Linked DNA regions of Mus musculus: all the other regions are linked to region 1. A link is a contact called in public HiChIP or PLAC-seq and promoter capture Hi-C data. All regions are on one chromosome and are shown on one strand. Each heading gives the region's core, a stretch centred on a gene start, on an enhancer-like site or on the middle of the called end of the contact. The rest is flanking DNA. Distances are from core to core; before and after follow the strand shown. Region 1 overlaps Ksr1 (kinase suppressor of ras 1). Region 2 holds the start of Tmem97 (transmembrane protein 97). Region 3 overlaps Nlk (nemo like kinase).

What was found. Promoter capture Hi-C pulls out the DNA fragments that hold promoters and counts their contacts. HiChIP or PLAC-seq counts read pairs in DNA pulled down with a chosen protein or histone mark.
Region 2: a contact with region 1 is called in a promoter capture Hi-C map of pre-B cells, with 2.6 times the contacts expected there. The contact joins the promoter of Tmem97 here to the enhancer-like site in region 1. A contact is called at or near these places in 5 of 39 promoter capture datasets (the 3T3-L1 cell line, embryonic stem cells, hippocampal neurons and 2 more), 2 of 484 Hi-C or Micro-C datasets (both in cortical neurons), 6 of 115 datasets of contacts at active chromatin or transcription factors (bone marrow-derived macrophages, effector CD8 T cells, embryonic basal ganglia and 2 more) and 1 of 9 other capture datasets (embryonic stem cells).
Region 3: a contact with region 1 is called in an H3K27ac HiChIP or PLAC-seq map of microglia, with 5 times the contacts expected there. The contact joins two enhancer-like sites. A contact is called at or near these places in 2 of 484 Hi-C or Micro-C datasets (embryonic stem cells and pro-B cells) and 2 of 115 datasets of contacts at active chromatin or transcription factors (double positive thymocytes and microglia).

Annotation. Positions count from the first base shown.
Region 1 is chr11:79,015,912-79,018,564 of GRCm38.p6, forward strand. Ksr1 (kinase suppressor of ras 1) reads right to left here. Exons shown (of 19, transcript NM_013571.3): 19 at 1-352. The coding sequence ends at 274. Among named protein-coding and RNA genes, the nearest start is that of Gm11201, 6.4 kb to the right of the region's middle. Within about 2 kb of position 1,355, at least 54 of the 459 cell types and tissues checked have an H3K27ac peak or open chromatin away from gene starts, as enhancers often do. A contact at or near this core is called in microglia and pre-B cells, where this site is marked.
Region 2 is chr11:78,549,372-78,552,024 of GRCm38.p6, forward strand. Tmem97 (transmembrane protein 97) reads right to left here and starts at 1,364. Exons shown (of 3, transcript NM_133706.2): 1 at 1,157-1,364. The coding sequence starts at 1,282.
Region 3 is chr11:78,598,904-78,601,556 of GRCm38.p6, forward strand. The region is part of intron 3 of Nlk (nemo like kinase); the gene reads right to left. Among named protein-coding and RNA genes, the nearest start is that of Tmem97, 49 kb to the left of the region's middle. Within about 2 kb of position 1,343, at least 86 of the 459 cell types and tissues checked have an H3K27ac peak or open chromatin away from gene starts, as enhancers often do. A contact at or near this core is called in microglia, where this site is marked.

The DNA.
Region 1 (2,653 bases), core at 105-2,604:
AAGCTTGCCAGGCAGAAACCTCTGTGTAAACACTGGCGGTAGTGGTATCATCTGGAGTTGCGTGTATGGCTGCGATCCTGAGCTCCACACACCTTGGTGACGCACGCACGCACGCACGCACGCACGCACGCACGCACGTCCTTTAGGGAGGAGACACGCTCCCAGTCCGCAGCTTGGGATGCAATGCTTCTGATTCCTTGAGGTGGTGGTCTGCATGTTTCGTGATCATGTTTTCGAAAGGAAGACACTCTCTGCATGAACGTGCAGGGCTGGCTACATCTTTGGATTACCGGACTCCAGGGTCCCCAGGCCAAACCTTTCAAAGCGGGGCATGACTTTGCTGCTGTTAATGCTGTGAAGAGGAGCAGAGACACGGGTTATGGCTCTGCTGGCCTCGTCCAGTCCAGAGTTAAGGTTGTCGCTGGTTAAGCTTAGCAGAGGAGCCGAGTGAAGGCGACTGCTCCGCCCACAGTCTTGGCAGAGCTGCTCCTGGCCTCCCTAAGCCCCGGGCCTCGGCTACATTCCCTTCCTGGCAGGGCTGAGGGGAAAACAGATGCTTGTCCACCTGACTGCCCAGCACCCAGCATGGCGGTAGCTGTAGTTTCCACCCTGGCTGCCCCACATGGATGTGGGACTGGGTGAGCCAGGCCTGAGGACCAGCAATGCCACACACTCCTTTTAGAAATAGCGCTCACACGGGGCCTACTGGGGCCACTATGGAGCAGAATCCCGAGCCTGACTGCAGAAATCTGGTCAGGGAAGGACATGAACTCCTAACAGATGTGGCAGCAGGTTTGCCTCCATTACTAAGCTCTGGTGGCAGGTATCACGTTGTTTATGACAGTTTTGAGTGTGGCTCCTAAGGACCCAGCCTTTTTAAACTGATGCCTTTCATCAGTGTGTGTGTGTGTGTGTGTCCTGTCTTCAAGAGAAAGAGAGGACTCCAGTCAGGGTCCATGACCTCAGTGCTGACTCTGGGCAGCTCCGAACTGTGACACCCTTTGTAGAACAATGTCCCAGGGTCACCGAGCCCCTCCCCATCCTGAGCATGCTCAGCAGGGGCTCATGAAGGTGTTAGTAAGGGCTAGGGAGCAGAGGAACACAAGCAAGAGCCACTCTTGGGAGAACAAGAGAAAAGAGACCATCTTATCCAGGAAGGCGGCTGAAAGCTGCTCTTCCGCCTCGAGGGTCACTCTGTTAGTGCCATCCTCCCCTGGCAGTGATGAAAGTCAGGCACCCACAGGCCATGTGGAGGGGAGGGGAAGCTGTTAAATGGAGCACAGGGAGGAGTCTGGAGCAGCAGAGATGGCGTCCCCTGGGTTAGTGCCTGCTGGCATTTTTTGAGTCTTAGCAGAAGTCACGAAGCTGAGTCGGTGTTTAGGAGGAAGGAAGCCCCGGGGCATGCAAGACAGCCAGGTCTACAACCTAGGGACAGAGGAGAGAGTGGTATCAGAGTCTGAGCCTAAAGGAGCCAGGGCTTAGGGGCCTGGCCAGGCCAGATGCCCAGGGACCCACCTCAGAACAGGATCCCCACCTCCACCCCTCAGAATGGCTGGGGACAAGCACAGGGAATCTTCTCCAAGTTCCCACGGGGCAGTCGTAGGTCCCCAGGGCTCCCTGTGACGAGCAAACTGGCTTCAGAGATGATCACTTCTGCTTTCTTGGCTCCTCCCTCCCTCTCTCTACATTCATTATTACTATTATCATTATTAATGTCTGTAGTTCTGGACCCCAAACCCAGCCTTGTGAATACTAAGCAAGAGCTCTACACAGAGTCACACCCCCAGCCGTTCACTTGTGCTTGTTTGGTTTGCTTTTTGAGACAGGGTCTCTTCTGGCACTCACTGTGTAGACCAGGCTGGCCTCAGACTCAGACTCATAGAGATCCACCTGCCCCTGCCTCCCGAGTGCCGGGATTAAAGGCGTGTGCCCATCCCCGTCCCCAGCTGCCACTGATGATTCTACTTCTGACATTTTACTATGTATCCTAGGCTAGACCCAAACTTAAAATCCCCCTGCCTCGGCCTCCTCAATGCTGGGATGATAGGCGTACACCACCACAGCCGGATCACTGGATTCTCCTCTCCTGAGCTCTAGCCATAGTGGGACTTGGGGGGACCTGCTTGGCTCACTGAGCGCTAAACCCCCCTCGCCCACATGCTAGCTAGCTCCTGTGGTATGGAGAGGGGCCCTCCCTGCTGCACACCGTGCGTTTCTTTAACTCTCTGTGAGAAACACAAGTCTGGTGGCCATTTCAGATGCAAGAGGTCATTATGGATTATGGGAAATCAAAGCAAGAATGTGAGAAGCTGGCATGCAGAGACAGAATGGGAGGGTGGGTAGGACAGCCACACACAGGCAGAAAACGAGAGAATGGCAGAAACACACTATTCCTCCAGAACTGGACAGGAGTTCTTAAAGTCGGGGTGACCATAGCGTCCTTTCCCGTAGTAGCGGCTCCGCCAGCGGCTAGGGGTGCCCGAGACCGTTTCACCAGCAGTTGAAGAGAGCCGTCCAATCCGGTCCAGCCCGGTGGGTGATGGCAGCCAGCAGACAGGTGGAGGAGTCAGGATGGTAGAACAGGGGAGATGACAAGACAGGCCAGTGTATCCGCCACCCCCCCAAAAACGAAAAGTGATGAAGCCGACAGGAA
Region 2 (2,653 bases), core at 114-2,613, 470 kb before region 1:
CTTGATAACACACTGGTTTTGGTGCTGGGATTTGAATCCAGGGCCTCGTGCATGCTGGCCAATGTTTTTACTACGGAGCCACAGCCTCAATCCCACAATCTTTTGAGTTTACAATCTAAAGCTGTAGCTACATGTCAGTTACAGCCTGGCCTGAGGTCCTCTTGCAATGGATTCAAATGAACTATTATTTTAAGGGGAAAAAAAAGTAGGATCCATAGGGCCCTCAACATGTCCACAGGCAGCCAGTCCTTGGGAAAGCAGCACCACAGACCGGTGCTCTTGCCACATGCTACCTACGGGTTTCCCCTGTAGATCAAAGGTCTTTGCAATCCCGTGGTTCCACAAACAAACCAAAAAGACTTAAGGGAGTGGGGGGTGACACTGCTGATGGTGTCACTCCTTAACTTTGTTGAGTAGGTGACAATTCCTGTGTCATGTCCTCTCAGAGAACACAAGGCACATGTCATTTTGCAGCCACCATTGAGAATTTACGGATTTAAGATTAAGAACTGCCCTGCAAAGAAGAAACATTTAAAGAGCATTTCAGCCATTTCAAACATTTAGGTGGATAAGTCCGTCAGTAGATTGGAGAGGCATGCTTAATCTTGACCTTAAAATCGGGTCAAAGAATGCTCTCCAAAGCGCAGGGAACGGTAGCTCATCTTCAAACAATTCAAAACTGACTTGGAAAAGCGACATTTCCTCAACTGCTCCTCAAGCTAGATCCAGACCCAGAAGGAGTGTATGAATGCCACGAGCACTAACCAAGGGCTAACCCTTCAGTCATTTTATTCTACTACGCAGGACTTTTTTTTCTTTCTCGGCTTACACTGGACTTTTAAAGTCCATCCAAACGCAATAGATTCAACACGTGACAGACACTGGTTCACCCAGGCAACTTCCCTCAGCCAACTGCCGTAGTTAAAACCATGGGAGCGAAACACACCCAGGCAAAGGTTTTGCAAAGGATTGGCGAGTACATGGGGCTCAAACCCAGGACCTCCTAGGCATGCGCCCTACCATTGGGTTGCACCCTCAGTTCCGCTCTGAAAAAAACAAAGCGGTGGTCAACGGCTGGGGACAGCCGGCTGGGGCCGAAGTCAGGCACGGAGCCAACAGAAATCAGGACGGCCACGTGGGGACCCCTGAGCCTCACCTCCTGCGGGTATAGTTCGGGCGGCAGCACCGCCTGCAGGTCGATGAACAGCGTGATGGGGATGTGCGAGACGAAGTAGAGGCCCAAGAGCCACTCGACACAGCGCCTAGCTGCCAGGGCCCCCATGTTCCCTCCTGTCCGTTGGGCTACGACTGGCAAGCCGGTGATAGAAGCCTGCTACGTGGTTAGAAGCCCCGCGCCCGAGCTGTGCCGTCCCGCCCCCGGCTCACACAGGCCGTACCTATTGGTCGAAGGGGAAAAACAGAAGCGGCTCGTGAGTGGGTGGAGGCCCTCGTGGCCCGCCCATATAGCGGGGCTATAGTTTGAATGATGGCCTACCTGTTGTTTCCATTGGCTGCTGGGAGTACCGCGTGAGGGGGCGTGGCTCTGAGCGGTCCACGTCGGCGGGTGCGCGTGTGCAGCCTCGGGCTGCGTGCGCTGGTCTTCCCTGTGCCACGAGTGTTTTATTCGCTGGGTTCTGTTCCGTATTGGGACCCCGGGCCAGTAAAACCAGAACCCGCAGTGGCAGTTTAGGAGCGCTGCGAGCCGGACTTTCCTGCTGGCTCCAAAATCACTGCTCAGCCCACAAATAATGATTTTATATGATGGACCCTGATAGGCCTGGGACAAGATGGGGGCTGCCATTCGATGAGAATAGGGAACACAGGACTTGGGTTCAAGGGAAAGGAAATTAAGTTTGTGCTTTGTATACACTGAGCAGGGTTAGGGCTTGGGTACTGCTAAGTATAGAGCATTTACTTAGCACTCAAGAAGGCCCGACTTCCATCTCTTGCACCATTTGAACCAGAGCCCCAAAGGGCCGGGTGTGGACAGAAATCTGTAAGGTCTAGGCCAGCCTGGTCTACAGGCAAGCTAGGGATACATAGAGCCTGTCTCAGACCAAACCAACCAACCAAAGAGACCTTGAGCAGGCAGGCGGGCAGTTGGATGAACTTGGTTTAGATTTGTGAGAGCATTTGAAGGTTAGAGAGCGAAGGGCATTAAGAGATCCTACAGAATCATAAGGGTCATGGGAGGAGATGACCAAGCGAATGATGGTCACAGGGAAGAATGGAGTAGCTGTGTCACGGTTGACACTGAGTGCTGTCCACCAGTACCAATGAGAAGTCCTATGGCTGGAGAGCAGTGTATTGGGAGGTAGGGAAATGGAGACAGAGTGTAGACAACTGGTCGGGAAGAGGTAGAGAAATGGACCCCACGTGTCCTTCTCTTTCTTTTGTATTCACTTTTTGAGACAGCCTCTCACTATGTAACCCTGTGACTGGCTGTGTAGACAAGGCTAGCCTGAACCTCACAGAGATTCACCCTGCCTCTGCCTTCCAAGTGCTGGAATTAAAGTCATAGGCACCATGCTTGCTCCAGTGTGCCCATTTCAGCAAAGGAGACTGGGATGTCTAAATGGGTTTGAAGTTTCTGCCCAGAGAAGTGAAGGAAAGTATAGCTAAGGGAAAGCAAAAATTAGGGTTAGGTAGGGTA
Region 3 (2,653 bases), core at 93-2,592, 420 kb before region 1:
CTCTTCTGGTATGTCTGAAGACAGTTACAGTGCACAGACAGCCACAGTGTACTCACATATAATAAATAAATATTTTAAAAAAGACAATGGATTCCAGGGTAATTTTTGGGCTGCAGTAAAATAGGGGGGGGGTGTTATTGGCCCTTAGCAGGAAAACAGAAAAAAAAAATTAGATTATTTGAACTCTAAGCCAAGCCTTTGATGAGAAGTCAAAGTTCCTGTAAGTTTGGAAGTCATTAGATGATAAAATAAATAAAGGCGGGCTGGGGATTTCCTCTAGAAACACAGTGCTTGCTTAGACAGTGTTAAGGCCCTGGGGTTCTGTCCCCAGCAGTGGCAGGAGTCAGAGAAGGATGGTTACCACAGCTAACTTCTTGGGCTTGAGGTGTTTGTCAGTGATGTCATGAGCTACTCAGGGGGCTGAGGCAGCAGGACCCCAATTTTGAGGCCTTCCTGTGCTGCAGAGTAAGCTCAAGCCCAGACTGTATAACTCAGTGAGACTGTCTCAAAATAAAGAGAGCTGGGGGAACAGCTCTGTAGAAGAGCACATACAAGGCCATGGCTCAATCTCCAGGATTCAACAAACAGAAAGGAGGAAAGAGAAAAAGGAGTAAGCAAATATCAGTCTTTACTTTCTATCAAATGAAATGTCACATATAGGGTATTAGTGCTACATGCTCCTATTTCTCTGCAAGAGACATTTACATATCATTTTTAGAAAACCCCTCCATCTCCAGCTGCAGGGCATCTGCCACTCAAGTCTTCTGACCTCAAAGCAACAGTACCCATGTGCATATGCTCCTCCAGACACAAAAGGATGCACACGATTACGTACAAATGATCTTTAAAAATCAGGTAAGCTCAGTGGTTAAGAGCACTGATTGCTCTTCCTAAGGTCCTGAGTTCAAATCCCAGAAACCACATGGTAGCTCACAACCATCCATAATGAGATCTGACGCCCTCTTCTGGGGTGTCTGAAGACAGCTACAGTGTACTTACATATAATAAATAAATAAATCTTTTTAAAAATTCATGTAAACAGATCACCTGTAATGGAGCTATAAACTCAACCCCAATGACAGGACATTCTTTAGAATAATGCATACTAGCCTGGCGGTGGTGGCGCACGCCTTTAATCCCAGCACTTGGGAGGCAGAGGCAGGCGGATTTCTGAGTTCAAGGCCAGCCTGGTCTACAAAGTGAGTTCCAGAACAGCCACGGCTACACAGAGAAACCCTGTCTCAAAAAAACAACAACAAAAAACCAGAATAATGCACACTAAGTGTCAGCAGCGGAGCTGTGGGTGACAGTGACGAAACACCACTTCCTGCCAGAATGCCACAAAGGCTGCTTAGGACAGCAACACAGCAGCAGAGACAAAACAGGGTCAGAGAAGCTTCTGGGGACAAGGAAATGAAGTGGGCCAGAGTGGGAGAGGAAGGAGGAGGGGTGTCAGAAGTAAAAACAGGTCTGGATAATTTACTCTGATAGAAAAGATTATGAGAAGATTAGAAAATTAATCTAGAGCCTCAACAGTAAGTAAGCCTCCCTTGACCTCTTCCTTCAATTAAAACAAATGTGAACTATGATCAATATTTACTTAACCCATCCCTAGAATGTTACATCTACTTTAGGAAGTAATTTAAGAACTCACGATAATCAGCTTCATGCCAGAAATCCTGACTGCCCCAACTGTCAAAGACAATCCTGCAGAAAACAGGCAACACAATCACCACAGAAACAAACGCTGACATCAAATTCTGACCTTCTATTAACAGTAAGATGATTGGGTACTTTTCTGTTTTTAGGAAGTCATGATTACTCAAGCAGTTTCAGAGGCGCAGGACTGATGCCAAGAGCATCTTTGTTTAACCATCATCATTAGCATTGATAAATACTGACTGGGTACCAAGTGGGTGTAGAGAGCATGCTAGCTCAATGACAGAGAAAGAGGATGGAGGCATGCACAGCAAACATTCAAGGGACTGAGGAGAGACTGGCACTGTATACATACAAGAATGACACGGCAAGGACAACAAGGGAATTGGCCAAAAGGGAGAACAGTTGCTACAGTCTTCACAGTTTGCTTTGCACCTCAGTTTACTTTGTTTTATCTATTCCCACTAGCTCAGAGAAGTTAGCCCTATCTTCAAAATCATTCCATAGAGACGCAGTGGGTCTAGAAGGGTAAACGAATGAGTCAGAGGTCACACTAGCTCGAAACAGACCTCTGGTGCCAGAGCCCAGTCCTTGTTTTCAACTATACCCTGTTTGTTAAAAAATGAAGCAAACCCACATGACAAACTAAGAACAAAATAATTACACTTCAGAAGGGAAAAAGGCTTCAAAACTGATTTTTGAAAATGAGAAGCTGAACAGACTTAGCTGGTGGGAAGGTGCTGTGATGCAGATCCCAAATGATCAGGGTTACAATCTTGACTCTGTCATTTACCAGCTTGGTAACATTAGGCAAGTTATGTAACTTTCCTGTGCTTATAAAATAGGCATGATGAGGTTCTTGCCAGGATTTAAGCAACTGTGTTGAGAATCACACAGTGTCTGGCACAAAGGGGAAAGGAATGAGGTGGCAGCCATCATTATCATCCTTACAAGGAGGAGGAAGGGTAGAGTTTATTAAGTCTTAGTACCAGGA